2 separate regions of the Triticum aestivum genome follow, and region 1 is linked to region 2. Evidence: chromatin contacts called from public Hi-C data. All regions are on one chromosome and are shown on one strand. Each heading gives the region's core, a stretch centred on a gene start, on an enhancer-like site or on the middle of the called end of the contact. The rest is flanking DNA. Distances are from core to core; before and after follow the strand shown. Region 1 holds the start of LOC123103937. Region 2 holds the start of LOC123103935 (protein disulfide isomerase-like 2-3).

What was found. Hi-C and Micro-C count contacts between places; a contact is called where the count stands out from the background.
Region 1: a contact with region 2 is called in a Hi-C map of leaf, with 4 times the contacts expected there. The contact joins the promoter of LOC123103937 here to the promoter of LOC123103935 in region 2. A contact is called at or near these places in 2 of 5 Hi-C or Micro-C datasets (both in leaf).

Annotation. Positions count from the first base shown.
Region 1 is chr5A:451,026,460-451,029,348 of IWGSC CS RefSeq v2.1, forward strand. It overlaps LOC123103937, which reads right to left and starts at 1,315. Exons shown (of 2, transcript XM_044525637.1): 1 at 1,080-1,315.
Region 2 is chr5A:450,825,602-450,828,820 of IWGSC CS RefSeq v2.1, forward strand. It overlaps LOC123103935 (protein disulfide isomerase-like 2-3), which reads left to right and starts at 1,562. Exons shown (of 9, transcript XM_044525635.1): 1 at 1,562-1,656; 2 at 1,740-1,898; 3 at 2,975-3,088. The coding sequence starts at 1,562.

The DNA of each region.
Region 1 (2,889 bases), core at 65-2,564, 200 kb after region 2:
TTAGATCACTAAAGTAGTGATCTAAACGCTCTTATATTTCTTTACAGAGGGAGTACTATACAGTTTGATTCAACAATCCCAAACTCTTATAAGAAGTGGAGAAATTAAAATGGTTAACGTCACCAACTTTTGCTGTTTTACCCTGATAGTTTTCTTATGGGTGTATAAGGTACTATAACAGTTGATTCAAGAATCTCAAGCTCTTATAACTTATAAGAAGTCCAACATCATATGCTGATCACAAATTCAAGGGAACATATTAGTGCTAAACTTTGAATCATTTGCTTTAGTCAGCACAAGTTCCGCTGGACATTGTATGCCAACTATAAGATCGACCAGAAGAATCAAACAGAGTACCAGATATGCTTTGTTCTCTTTATAATAGAGATCCATAATTGTTTCCATCACATAAAGATAGTAAAAGGCAACTTTGATGTTCCTAGTAGTCCAAGAAAAAGATAACTATGACACATGTGATTGCTACTGCAAGTGTGCCATTTCAACCAGACAAAATATAAGATAAAGATCAGTTCCCTCAAACCTTCACTAGCATATGTGTCGAATGTTAGATATCTTCACACGCGATGGACCTTACAGGAATGGAAACTAAAAAAGATTAAGATCAAAAACATATAGCACACAAAGGGATTCTACATAAAGTTAAAGATGGATTGTACTACGAAATCTACATTGCTAACAATATGGCGGACGTAGTGTCTGTCCAGGTTCCTAAAACAGTCTTAATTGCAATAACCGAACACGATCCATACGCTTTGCAGCACAGGGGAGTTTTACAGTGTCAAATCTTAACGCTATTGGATGTTTTGGGGGGTAAGACAGCGCCCAAAAATCACAACTTGAGGACACCCGATACGCATCTAAGCAACACTAAACACTTGTTTTCAACAGCAAAAGACCAAACACTTGTTTTCAGCAGAAGAAACACCAAACACTTGTTTTGAACCAAAGAAACACTCAGCGCCAGTTCCCCTGCCCGACGCAGGCAAACAACAGATCAAGATAAACAAGGCAAAGGAGGCGAACGGGCCGATTTGAGGCGGGGAGATTCAAAAACTTACCACCCGTGCCTCGATTCTCCGAGGAGAGAAGCAAAGGCCGCGCGGCGGGCGCGGCGGCGGAGGCGGAGGCGGCGACGGCGGGGAGGGAAGTCGCGGTGGCGTCGCCTCCCTGGGCGAGAGGCCGAGAATTCGGTCGGGTTTGCGGAGCGCGGCGGTGGAGCTTTTGAGCCGGGCTGCGGGGTACCTCCTGTCTAGGAGGAAGGGAGGGAGCCGGCTGCGATGTGGTGGCTAGGGCCCTAGTGGTGGTAGTGGCTTTGACCCTGGAGGGACAGGGAGACGAGGCGGGCTTGTCAAAACCTAGCACGGCCCAAGGCCCAGGAACGCGCTGTTAGACGGGCTGGCCCAGTTAGGCTTACCATTTCGCCGGTTTTAATTCACAAAGTGAGGTTGTCTCAAAAAGAATTTTTAATAAAGTGTGGGCATTCCTCAAAAAAAAGGAAGCTTCCAGAATGCCTCATGTCCTCAAAAAACAGGGAGCTTCCAGAAGATTTTTTTTCTTTTTTTTCTTTTCTGTGCATTTTATCTTTTGCTTTATATTGCCTTTTTATTTTCATTTTTTCTGGTTCCTTATCTTTTTTCCCGTTCCTTATATTTTTTCAAAATTTCTATATATTTTCCCATTTCCTTTTATTTTTGCGTTTTTTCAATTTTCCAATTCGTGATTTATTCCAAGTTTATGTTTTAAAAAAATTGCTAATATATTTCAAATCGGCAAAATTTTCCTTGAATTTCATGAAATCAAATTTGGGAACTTCTTTAAGACCAAGACATTTTTCAAATTTCTGGAAATTTATTGAAATTATGAACTCCTTTTCAAATTCATGATTTTTTTAATTCATAGAATTTTTAAGACCACAAAATATTTCTTTGAATTTGCAAACGTTTTTTTAATAATGATAAAATTTCAAGTCATTGACCATCTTTTGAATTTGCAAAAAAAATTGTAAACCTTTTAGGTTACCAAACATTTTCAAATTTGTGAACAGTTTTCAAATTTTAGAAGAAAATTCAAGTTTGCACATAATTTTCAAGTTGACAATCGTTTTTTAAACTTATTTTTTCAGATTCTCGATCTTTTTTCAAATTGGTGAGCAATTTTACAACCTACGAACTTCTTCAAATTAGCAAACATTTTTTTAATTTACAACATTTTTCAAATTCAAGAATATTTTTAAAATTTGTAACTTTTTTTAAATCTGCAAATGTAGTCACATTTATGAACTATTTAATCTATGGAAAACTAAAGGGTCGTTTTTCCCTCAAAAACCAGCAGTTGAATAAAAAGCGAGCGAGCCGACTAGGAAGGAGCTCAAACGAGCAAGCATGAAAAAAAACGACAAGCAAGCTGAGGAGCGGAGAAGCAAGACGAGTGAGCTGAGCTAAGAGCATCTCTAGCCACACCTCTAATAAGCCCCCCAGGTCATTTTTTCGACGCCGGTGCCAAAAAAACGTCCCAGTCGTGCTCCCGGACGCCAAAAAACGCCGATTCGGCACTTTTTTTTGCCCGGCGGTCACAGGCCGAACTTGGTGCACCGGGGGCAGTTGGGGGCTCCGGCGCAAGGGAAAAGCACGGCTGGCCCACGTCGTCAGGGGAAAAGTTAAAGTTTTCTTCCCCGACTCGCCTCCCACCATCGCGCCCTCGGCCGCTAGTAGCTATATCCCGGCGCCGCCCGCCGCCTTTCACCACTAGATAGCCATTCCACGCCGGAAAAATAGCAAAGCTTCGCCGTGGCAGCCCCTCCAACAGCAGCTGGGCGTTTCCGGCTGCGGAAGGTCAGTTTAGCGGCGGGTACACGCTCACCGGGCGCAA
Region 2 (3,219 bases), core at 312-2,811:
GATATTCTATCGAGAAGCTGATCTTCTCTGGCCTCCTCCTTCTCCTCCGTGCTACCTACTCCTCCTTCTCCAGATCTAGATCAGACCCATTACAAAAGCCCACCAACACACCCGAAGCGCACTGCCCATAAATTTGAACAAAAACACGCCCGAGGCTCATATGCGCGACCTATAGCGACGATATGTCCTTGCCGTCTATTTATCACCTTAAGCGAGACAAGCACCAGCTCTCACTGAAGCTTTTTCGCCCCTCACGGCGTATTGGATCGGCCAATTTACATGCGCAACTTGGTAAAAAGGAAATGCGAGAAGGGAGGCAAGCACCAACTCTCGCTGAAGCTTTTTTTCCCCTCGCGACGTATTGGGCCCCGGCCCATTTACATGCGCAACTTAGTAAAAAGGAAATGCGAGAAGGGAGGCTCGATTCTTGGTCTTCAGGTTGAACGCGCGCTGCGCTAGCCATTCCGCTCAACCTCCTTTTGTGGTAATAACAAGGGGTGCCACCTACTTTAGGCTACTTGAGCCGTATTCTTCGAGATTTTTTCCTTTATTTTATTTTATTTCTTTTTATCCGTTTTTCTTTATTCTCCTTTTTCTTTATTTTATTTTGATTCTTTTCTCTTCTCTATTTTTCCATTCCTTTTGCATTTTTCTTTTGTTTCTTTTGTTTCTATTTTCAGTTTTCTTTGCTCTGTTGGTTATTATTCTACATTTTTTGTATATGTCAACAATATTTTTTAAATACACGTCTAACATTTCTTCTCCATTTTTGTTTTTTCTTATGTTTGTCTTTGTTTTTACTCGGCATTTTCGTATAGTTCAAAAACACGTTTTTAATAAGTGATCAACATCTCAACATTGACCGAATGCTTATTCAACCTTTTTTAAATACTTGTTCAACATTTCCGAATGCACGTTCAACATTTTTTAAATAATCATTCAATATTTTTTAATATTTATTTATCAATTTGAAATACTTGTTCAACATTTCAAATACTTCTGCAACATTTTTGAGTACTTGCTCAACATTTTTAAATACTCGTTCAACAATTTTAATACTTATTCAAAATTTTAAAATATTTGTTCAACATTTTCAAATATTTTTCAGCATTTTGTAAGACTTATTAATTTTTTTACAAATACTTATCAACATTTTTTAAATTTATTTTTTAACAGTGTCTTTCGTACATATATGTATAACCATATAGGTCTACCAAAAATGTCTACCCAGGAGTGTCTGAACAAGAAGACCTTTTTTTTTAGAACACTCCCGTGCACCTTCCTCAAAAAAAAAAAACCGTGCACCCAGTCCTCCAACCATGCCACGGTCGCGACCAATCCCGTCGCGCCAAGGAGGCGAAACCATACCGACGTGGCAGAGCACCAGACGTGGACGCGCACGATTGGTCCGCACACGCGTTCGTCTCCTCTCTCGCGAGCAAACTTAAATCCGCACCACCACGCCCCGGTGACGCAGCCGATCGATCGCCACCATCCAGCCCCCCCTCCGGCTTCCAGAAATTTTTCAACGACGCCATGCGTCCGGCCATCCTCGCCGCCATCCTCCTCCTCCTCGCCGCCGCGGCCTCCCCGGCCGCCGCGCTCTACTCCGCCGGCTCCCCGGTCCTCCAGCTCAACCCCAACAACTTCAAGAAGGTCTCGCTTCTCCCCCGTCGCCAGATCGGCCCTCCTCCCATTTGAGCTCCTCTCTGACCGTGCCGACATTCGCTTGCGCGCAGGTGTTGAACGCGAACGGGGTGGTGCTGGTGGAGTTCTTCGCGCCGTGGTGCGGGCACTGCAAGCAGCTGACGCCGATTTGGGAGAAGGCCGCCGGCGTCCTCAAGGGCGTCGCCACAGTCGCCGCGCTCGACGCCGACGCGCACAAGGAGCTCGCGCAGGTGAGCACGGCCTCTCGTTTCCTTTTGACCCGCACACACTCCACATGTGCGTGCTGATCTGCTTGTTTCCTGATGTGATCTCGGCATCGGTAGCAGCGATGTCACAGTAACTTATCGATTGTTAGCGTATAATTGCTTTACTGGCGCATCGGCCGTGCAATTTTGTTGGATAGAAAGGCATTAACCAGCTCAGTACCAAAATTATGCACTTGTAGTGGGACATTGTAGTTCAGACAGTAAATTTTACTAAGATGCTTCGATGCTTTTTATATAGTAAATGAACTTGAATTCTGCTGAAGAAAGACACAGTTTGATAAGGGCTTATCAGTAGTCAGGATTTGGTCACTTGCTAATGCTGTTTTGGTATCCTCCCAGTCCCATTTGATTACTAGCCTGGTTTTGTTTTCATCCTCCAAACCATCTCGTGTTCCACATGTGCATTACTATTGATGGTTGTAGGCTATTAACTACAGCGTGGTTTTAAGTTGTGTTTAGCGTAGCAGACTGATAGTTAGGGCCAGAGGAGTGAACATCAAGTCTATATTGTGGCGATGAATACAACAACAACAACAACAAAGTCTTTAGTCCCAAACAAGTTGGGGTAGGCTAGAGCTGAAACCCATAAGAATCTCGCAACCCACTCATGGTTATTGCACATGGCTAGTTCTTTGTTGATACTCCAGTCCTTCAGATCTCTCTTTACGGACTCCTCCAATGTCAAGTTCGGTCTACCCCGACCTCTCTTGACATTATCAGCACGCTTTAGCCGTCCACTATGCACTGGAGCTTCTGGAGGCCTGCGCTGAACATGCCCAAACCATCTTAGACGATGTTGGACAAGCTTCTCTTCAATTGTGGCAATGAATACTTTAGTTAAAACTAACTTAGGCAACATGCATCTGGACTACTTTCTTTCGCTTTCCTCTACAATTGTATGCCTGAGTCACTTCTTAAACAGTTTATATTCTAAATTGATGACAATAACACAAAATTTCTGGCTTTTATAATTAGAATTAATAAATACTTTTATGGAATGCTACTAATACAGTTTGTGATGAATTATGTTACTTTTGCAGCAATATGGAATACGGGGATTCCCAACCATAAAAGTATTTCTCCCTGGCAAGCCACCAGTGGATTATGAAGGCGCAAGAGATGTAAAGCCAATTGTAAATTTTGCTCTGTCGCAGGTTAGTTGCAGCAAACCCTATTTGTCTTGCAATTCTATTTTGCTCCACTAATTTGCATGATATGTTCTCAATTGCATTTTCTTATGTTGCACAAGTTCTTTATACTTTTGATGTGATGTTTCCTCTGCTAC